2 separate regions of the Zea mays genome follow, and region 2 is linked to region 1. The links are chromatin contacts, called in public Hi-C maps. All regions are on one chromosome and are shown on one strand. The core of a region is the stretch at or near the end of the contact, and the rest is flanking DNA. Distances in the headings are between cores, read along the strand shown. Region 1 holds the start of LOC103634945 (chromatin-remodeling ATPase INO80). Region 2 holds the start of LOC100192048 (R3H domain protein).

Region 1 (2,939 bases), core at 275-2,774:
TACAAGAGTAATAAAATGATGGATTCAATAGCAAAGATGCAAACAAATAAACAACACTGGCATGGTCTACCAAAATTCCCTTAGCAGGCACAAATCGTAAGATTAGCAAACTGCATAAAACCAAAACCCAACTATGTATTTTGCTGATGAAAACTATATAAAAATAGCATGACAAGGAACTGTCAGAGAACATGCATTTGGCAAAGGAAATTGTTTATGGGTGCACATGCTTCGAAGAATGAAACACCAAGCAAAACTAGTATGTGTCAGTTTAGAGAAAGCAAGAATAGCAAATTAGCAATAGTGACAATTGACACACTGCAAACTAAGCAAACCAGTAGAGCACAACACACAACACACAATGCACGACAAAAGAGCATAGATAGATCCCAGCAACTAATAAGAGATGTATGTAACTCATAACATTGTATGACTACATTAAGAACAACAACTTAGGCAAGCAACTGCACCAAAACATATTCAGTCATGCATGAAATACTATATTTTTTGACAAAAATGATGAGTAAACACTAAGCAGGAGGCAGCTGATATAAGTTAAACAAGACAATAAGCACACCAGTTGATCATGAATTTTCAACACACTAAGAACCGTACTTAGACTAGAATAACCAATAAGGGAAACCAGTGACTTAGGCCTAGCAAAACACAATGCAGCAATTGAATGGTAGTCCAAAGTCCAAACCAATTAAACAGTAGTGTTGAGCAATGAGTATCAGCTACCATACAACATAGAGCAGCACCACTACGCAACCTACATTAATCGGATACTAGGCAGCCATAACAGACGGGCTGAAAAGGGGGCTCCAACTCAAAATGACCACCAGATTGCACCCAAAAAAACATGGTACAAAATAAGTAACCCGGGGAAGAGAATTAACCCAGAACCGAGCAATAACGAGTTCGGTAACCCAACAATTGCATCCACCCCGCAGCGTTCAATCCACAGCGAAACCCTCTTCACGGTAGAGAGAGAGAGAGAGAGAGAGAGAGAGCAGAGCAGAGCTACACAGTAATAATAGCGGCTACCTCGAGGTTGAACAGCGTGGAGTAAGAGAGCCCGCCGCCGCCCCGCGGGGGTGCGCGGCGCGGATCCATGTAGAAAACCCTAGCGCCCCGGCTCGCCGCGGGAGGTGGGGAACCGGAGAGAGAGAACGCAGGGACCGAATATAACGCCGAAGGCGCGGTGCGGGAGTCGGCCCAGTCGGTCCGCGGCTACGGCGGCGACGGGATTAAGGTTAGGGTTGTGGGCGGAAGCGGAAGGGGGGTGGGGAAGGAGGCGGAGGTGGAGGGAGGCGGTGGGGGGTGGTGTGGATGCCCTGTTGTGACGTGGTGGGGGAAGTAGTAGAACGAGGCATGGCTCTGGCTTGGCCGCGGAGGGGAGAGAGGAGAAGAGGGGAGCAGGGAAAGCGAAACCGGAAGGGGTCTGGGCCTGGGTTTTCCACTCGCCAACGTATGTGCTGCGGCTGCTGCCTGCGCCAACGTATGTGCTGGCTGCCTGCGCCCACACGGCCTTTGTTTCTTCTCTCTTTTTTTTATCCCATCCGGAGTTAATTTTGGCGGCAAAACAGAATTCTTGGAGTTTGTTATTAGAAAATGAATGCAAAACTTCTTAAATTGTAAATTTAGAGAGTTAAATTATAGATTTAGAGATATGCTAAAACATTTTAAGAAATAAAAAATATATGTGATCCAGCCAATCTCTATTTATTGGTTACTAATTTTTTAAAAGTTGCACACGTCAAGAAATAAGTGAACCCACTTTCTACTTTTAATTGGACTGGTGCAGAAAATCCCTATCAACAACATTTACTTACTTTTCAAGCGGTATAAGATCTGCTACAGATCTTAATAAGGTAAACTTTCATATCGGCTTACATAAAAAAATGCTAACAACGTCTTGTGAAGTCGGAGTTGTCGATGAAAGACCAGGCAGCCGTAACAACAGGCACACACCATCCACAAAGGTCCTCACGGCGACGGCATGAAGGTGACATAGGAGGCGCTATAGTGGCGCCTCGACACAAGAGGTTCTCTAACGGTGGTGGCGTCTAGGTGTTTGGAGCACTGAGATGGATTTGTGATCATCGAGATGATGGGACGCACAAAACAAATGGTGGGAGTAGGCTTTTCACAGTGGATTTGGCGCAAACGTTGATTTCAGGAGTCCCAACAATGTTGCTAAATGTAGAAATGAAATTGAATTTTGTAGAGAGTTTGTAAATTTAGGGACTTGCTTTACACTACTATTGGAGAAGAGTTTTCTTGAAAATTTCTTTAATTCATATTTATAGAGTTGCTTACCTAACTATTGTGGATGCTCTTAAACCTCCACCTATAGGGTAAGACGCCTATGGTATATATTAAAAAAACCTTCTCATGTCGATAAAACTCTCTGAACCCCTACCCCACATATACACAGCGACACTATAGTCATGTGAGAATATCTGTAACCAAGGCCGGTCCTTAGACTTATGCTTTGGCGTGAAAATCTAGGACCTAAGAAACGCTGCTCGTAGAACAACATATTTAGAGGCATTTTTTCTAGATGCAATATATATATATATATGCGAGTGTTATTATATAATTTTATCACATAAAGTAGAGTTGCGTCTGCATTGCTATGATCAAACCACTATTAAGAATCTCCTTAATATTATTATTACTATATTATTATTATTATTATTATTATTATTATTATTATTATTACTATTATTATTATTATTGTTATATATACTAGGTGAGTGCCCGTGCGTTGCAACGGAAACATATAATACCACAATAACTTATGTACAAATGTGTGTTATATTATTATGAAAAAGATTTCATAATTCATTTATGATTCTAGGTATACATAATCCTCTGTTTCACCACTACATTACAACCAATCAGTATTATGCAACCATCTAATTATAAATATT
Region 2 (2,939 bases), core at 261-2,760, 360 kb before region 1:
TTACAAGTCAGTTACAAATTTTGAGTTTTCAAGTACTTCTTGATAAGTTTTGAAAAAAAAAATGGTCCCCATGTATTTTGGCATAAGCTAAGTTTATGGAGCTAATGTATAACTTTAAAATAGAATAGAACGACCCTTATCGTATTTCCTAGCTCAAAAGTATTCGCAACCCAACTCGTCTAACCTTTAGTTTAATACAAAGTGGGAGAGAGGAGAACGGAGAGTCCGAAAGGACTGAGGCTATCTCCAACAAGTTGTGGATGTGACTGTGGATGTGAAAAATAAGTAACAAAATCATATTATTTATGCTTCCAACAGATCGCGCATACGATCACACAAAAATGCACGTCATCTCACAGCATCGTGGATGCGACTATGGATGTGAAAAATGAGTAACAAAATCATATTATTCATGCATTCAATAGATCGCGCATGCGGACACAAAGTTCACGTCATCCCGTGGCATCGTGGATATTAGCGAGTTCATGTGGTTGTGCAAATGCTAGCTGCTTCAGTGGGACACATGTCTCAATATTCGTGCGTCGTGCGCGCACGCTTTACTGATGTGCGACCGTTTATATGATCTACTAAAAACAATATATTTTGTGTGACGCTCTAACCGCACCCGCTTCAACAGTTCCCTTTGAGACTAACCGACCGATCCTCCGCCTCCACACCTCTGGAGTTTGTACGCCACTCAGATCCAATTCCAGTTCCAAATGGAGAGTTTTGACTCCGTGCATGTACGGATACACATAACACATGGCCTATCTAGCGGCTCCCCCACTAACCAAATTTGCTTATTTGGGTCCCTATACATGGCCGCTCACCAAAATACCTCACTGATATTGCCAATATCTAAAATACCCCACAATACATGTGTCTCTAGCTAGATTACTCCACTATAAGTCCAATTCTATTAAACTAAGTTACACCATAATCCAGATCAATACATATGGATTAAGGTAAATAATAGAGTATTAAAACTAGGCTTTAAAGTGTTAGATTTTACCCCTATTAAACACTTCTCGTAAACTAATTCAGTAAATGCAGTTTGCCTTTACAACATCACGTACACATCATCCCTGTCGCTTCCCCTTCCCTTCAGGCAAGAAAGAGAAATTAGTTCATATTACACTTCAATACACCTTATACCACTTCAATCCACCTCAATCCAAGATTAGCCAATCAAGCCCTTAATCGTTGACAGCGTCGTCATCGTCCATCACCACAGTCCACAGGGGCGTCACCGCCGCCCCTCCCTATTGCTGCCCCTTCCCACATCCCAATCGTTGTGCACGCCGCCGCCACCCATCCCTGCTATCGCAAGAACGGCAGCTCTTTTCTCACCGCTAGGTACGGTAGTGCTAAATAAATGACAGTGAGGTAATCAAGCAAGAAGCATATGTATTGTGAGGTATTTTTAGCTATTGACAATTTCTCATTAAAATATTTTAGCGAACGAAGATATATGGTACCCAGAATAAGCATTTGTCCCACCAACGGCGTCCAAGCCCTAGCCTAACGATACTTGCTTCAGCCCAGGGCTTTCCTCCGAATCCCCTTCTCGTCCAGGCAGTTGTTGCAAAAATCCCGCCTCCCTGATTGCGGTTGTTGCAAAAATCCCGCTACGCTAGTCGCTAGGCTTTCCTCAGCAGCACTTCCGCGCTTCGACTCCTGGCAGATTGGATTGGGTCGCTGCTTCCACCAGCAATCCAATTCCGGAGATGACTACCACTCAGTTCGCCATGGTTGAGGAGCTGGCCTCGCTCATCAAGGACAACCTGCACAGCAAGCACCTGATCCTCTCCACCGAGGAAGCCCTCATCGCAGCCCTCCAGCAGCTGCACTGCCGCGACGGCGACCGTGAAGAGGACGACGATGCGGCGGATACGATAGAGCTTCAGCCTGCTGGGGCCTACCACCGCCTTCTCTTGCATCGCCTTGCTGAAATCTATGGGTACACCTGCTAGCTTCAATTGGGGTGATGCTGTGTGTGTGTGTGCTGTGCCTAACAGCTAATTTGCCTGCTTCTACCTAGGTTCGCTCATGAATCGGTTGGTGAAGGCGAGGATCGACATTTAGTCCTCCAGTGCTGCCCTGAAACAGCCATGTATGTTGCCAAGCTTGCTTCCAGTAAAATCTCTTGACTTGTTGCCTGTCATCTCTATGCCTTTGCTTTTCTGTTCTCTAGATTATGTTCTAACATTAGATCAGAATCCCCACTGTACCACAATATTAGTATGTTTCAAGTATATCTTTCAACCAGCATTTGATGCTTGCATGAATGCAGGAGAAACAAAGTTACAGCCAATTCAGTTAAACACTCAAGACACAACTTTCTAATAGTGTTTCAATATATGTAATCCGCTGTAGTACCAGTTGCACCCTAACTCATTTTGTGTTCTATAATTTGGATCTATGCATGTTCTTTTGGGTACCATACTATTGTGAGCTTCAACTGCACCATGTATCCTTAGCATCTTACATGTTGCTTTCTTCATGTTTGATGTACCTTTTGTTGCTGCTCTCACCTGCTCTGTTCTTTCTACATTATATTTATCTCAAAAGCTATGCTATATCTTATTGATTGAGTAAATACGTAGCTGTTGTGTTTTCCCGTTAGGTTGAATTAGTCATCTCGTTTGTTGCAGCCCATCTGTCCTTGTTAGTGATATGATATGGAAGTTTGATAACAGTGACGATTTGGCGTCCGTTGTGCTAACCAGAAATGATATAGGTGAGTCACTTTTCTGCCCATTTGTATAATAAAAGAGGGGTATTTTATCTGCCATATCATGTGCATAGTGCATCTAGTATTTGGACTTAGTGTCATAATCTACCTATAAGGAGCTGTAGAGAAGCCATATCTTTGCAATTTGCAAGCAAGATTTGGCAATAGGAGATGTAAAAAAACTGGTTGTCGGAATAAATCTACA

Evidence for each region. Hi-C and Micro-C count contacts between places; a contact is called where the count stands out from the background.
Region 2: a Hi-C map of leaf shows a contact between it and region 1, with 1.9 times the contacts expected there. The contact joins the promoter of LOC100192048 here to the promoter of LOC103634945 in region 1. A contact is called at or near these places in 5 of 25 Hi-C or Micro-C datasets (ear, endosperm, leaf and 1 more).

Annotation. Positions count from the first base shown.
Region 1 is chr1:60,573,686-60,576,624 of Zm-B73-REFERENCE-NAM-5.0, reverse strand. It overlaps LOC103634945 (chromatin-remodeling ATPase INO80), which reads right to left and starts at 1,524. Exons shown (of 22, transcript XM_020546378.2): 1 at 1,048-1,524. The coding sequence starts at 1,116.
Region 2 is chr1:60,933,896-60,936,834 of Zm-B73-REFERENCE-NAM-5.0, reverse strand. It overlaps LOC100192048 (R3H domain protein), which reads left to right and starts at 1,510. Exons shown (of 5, transcript NM_001137471.2): 1 at 1,510-1,960; 2 at 2,042-2,113; 3 at 2,655-2,740. The coding sequence starts at 1,728.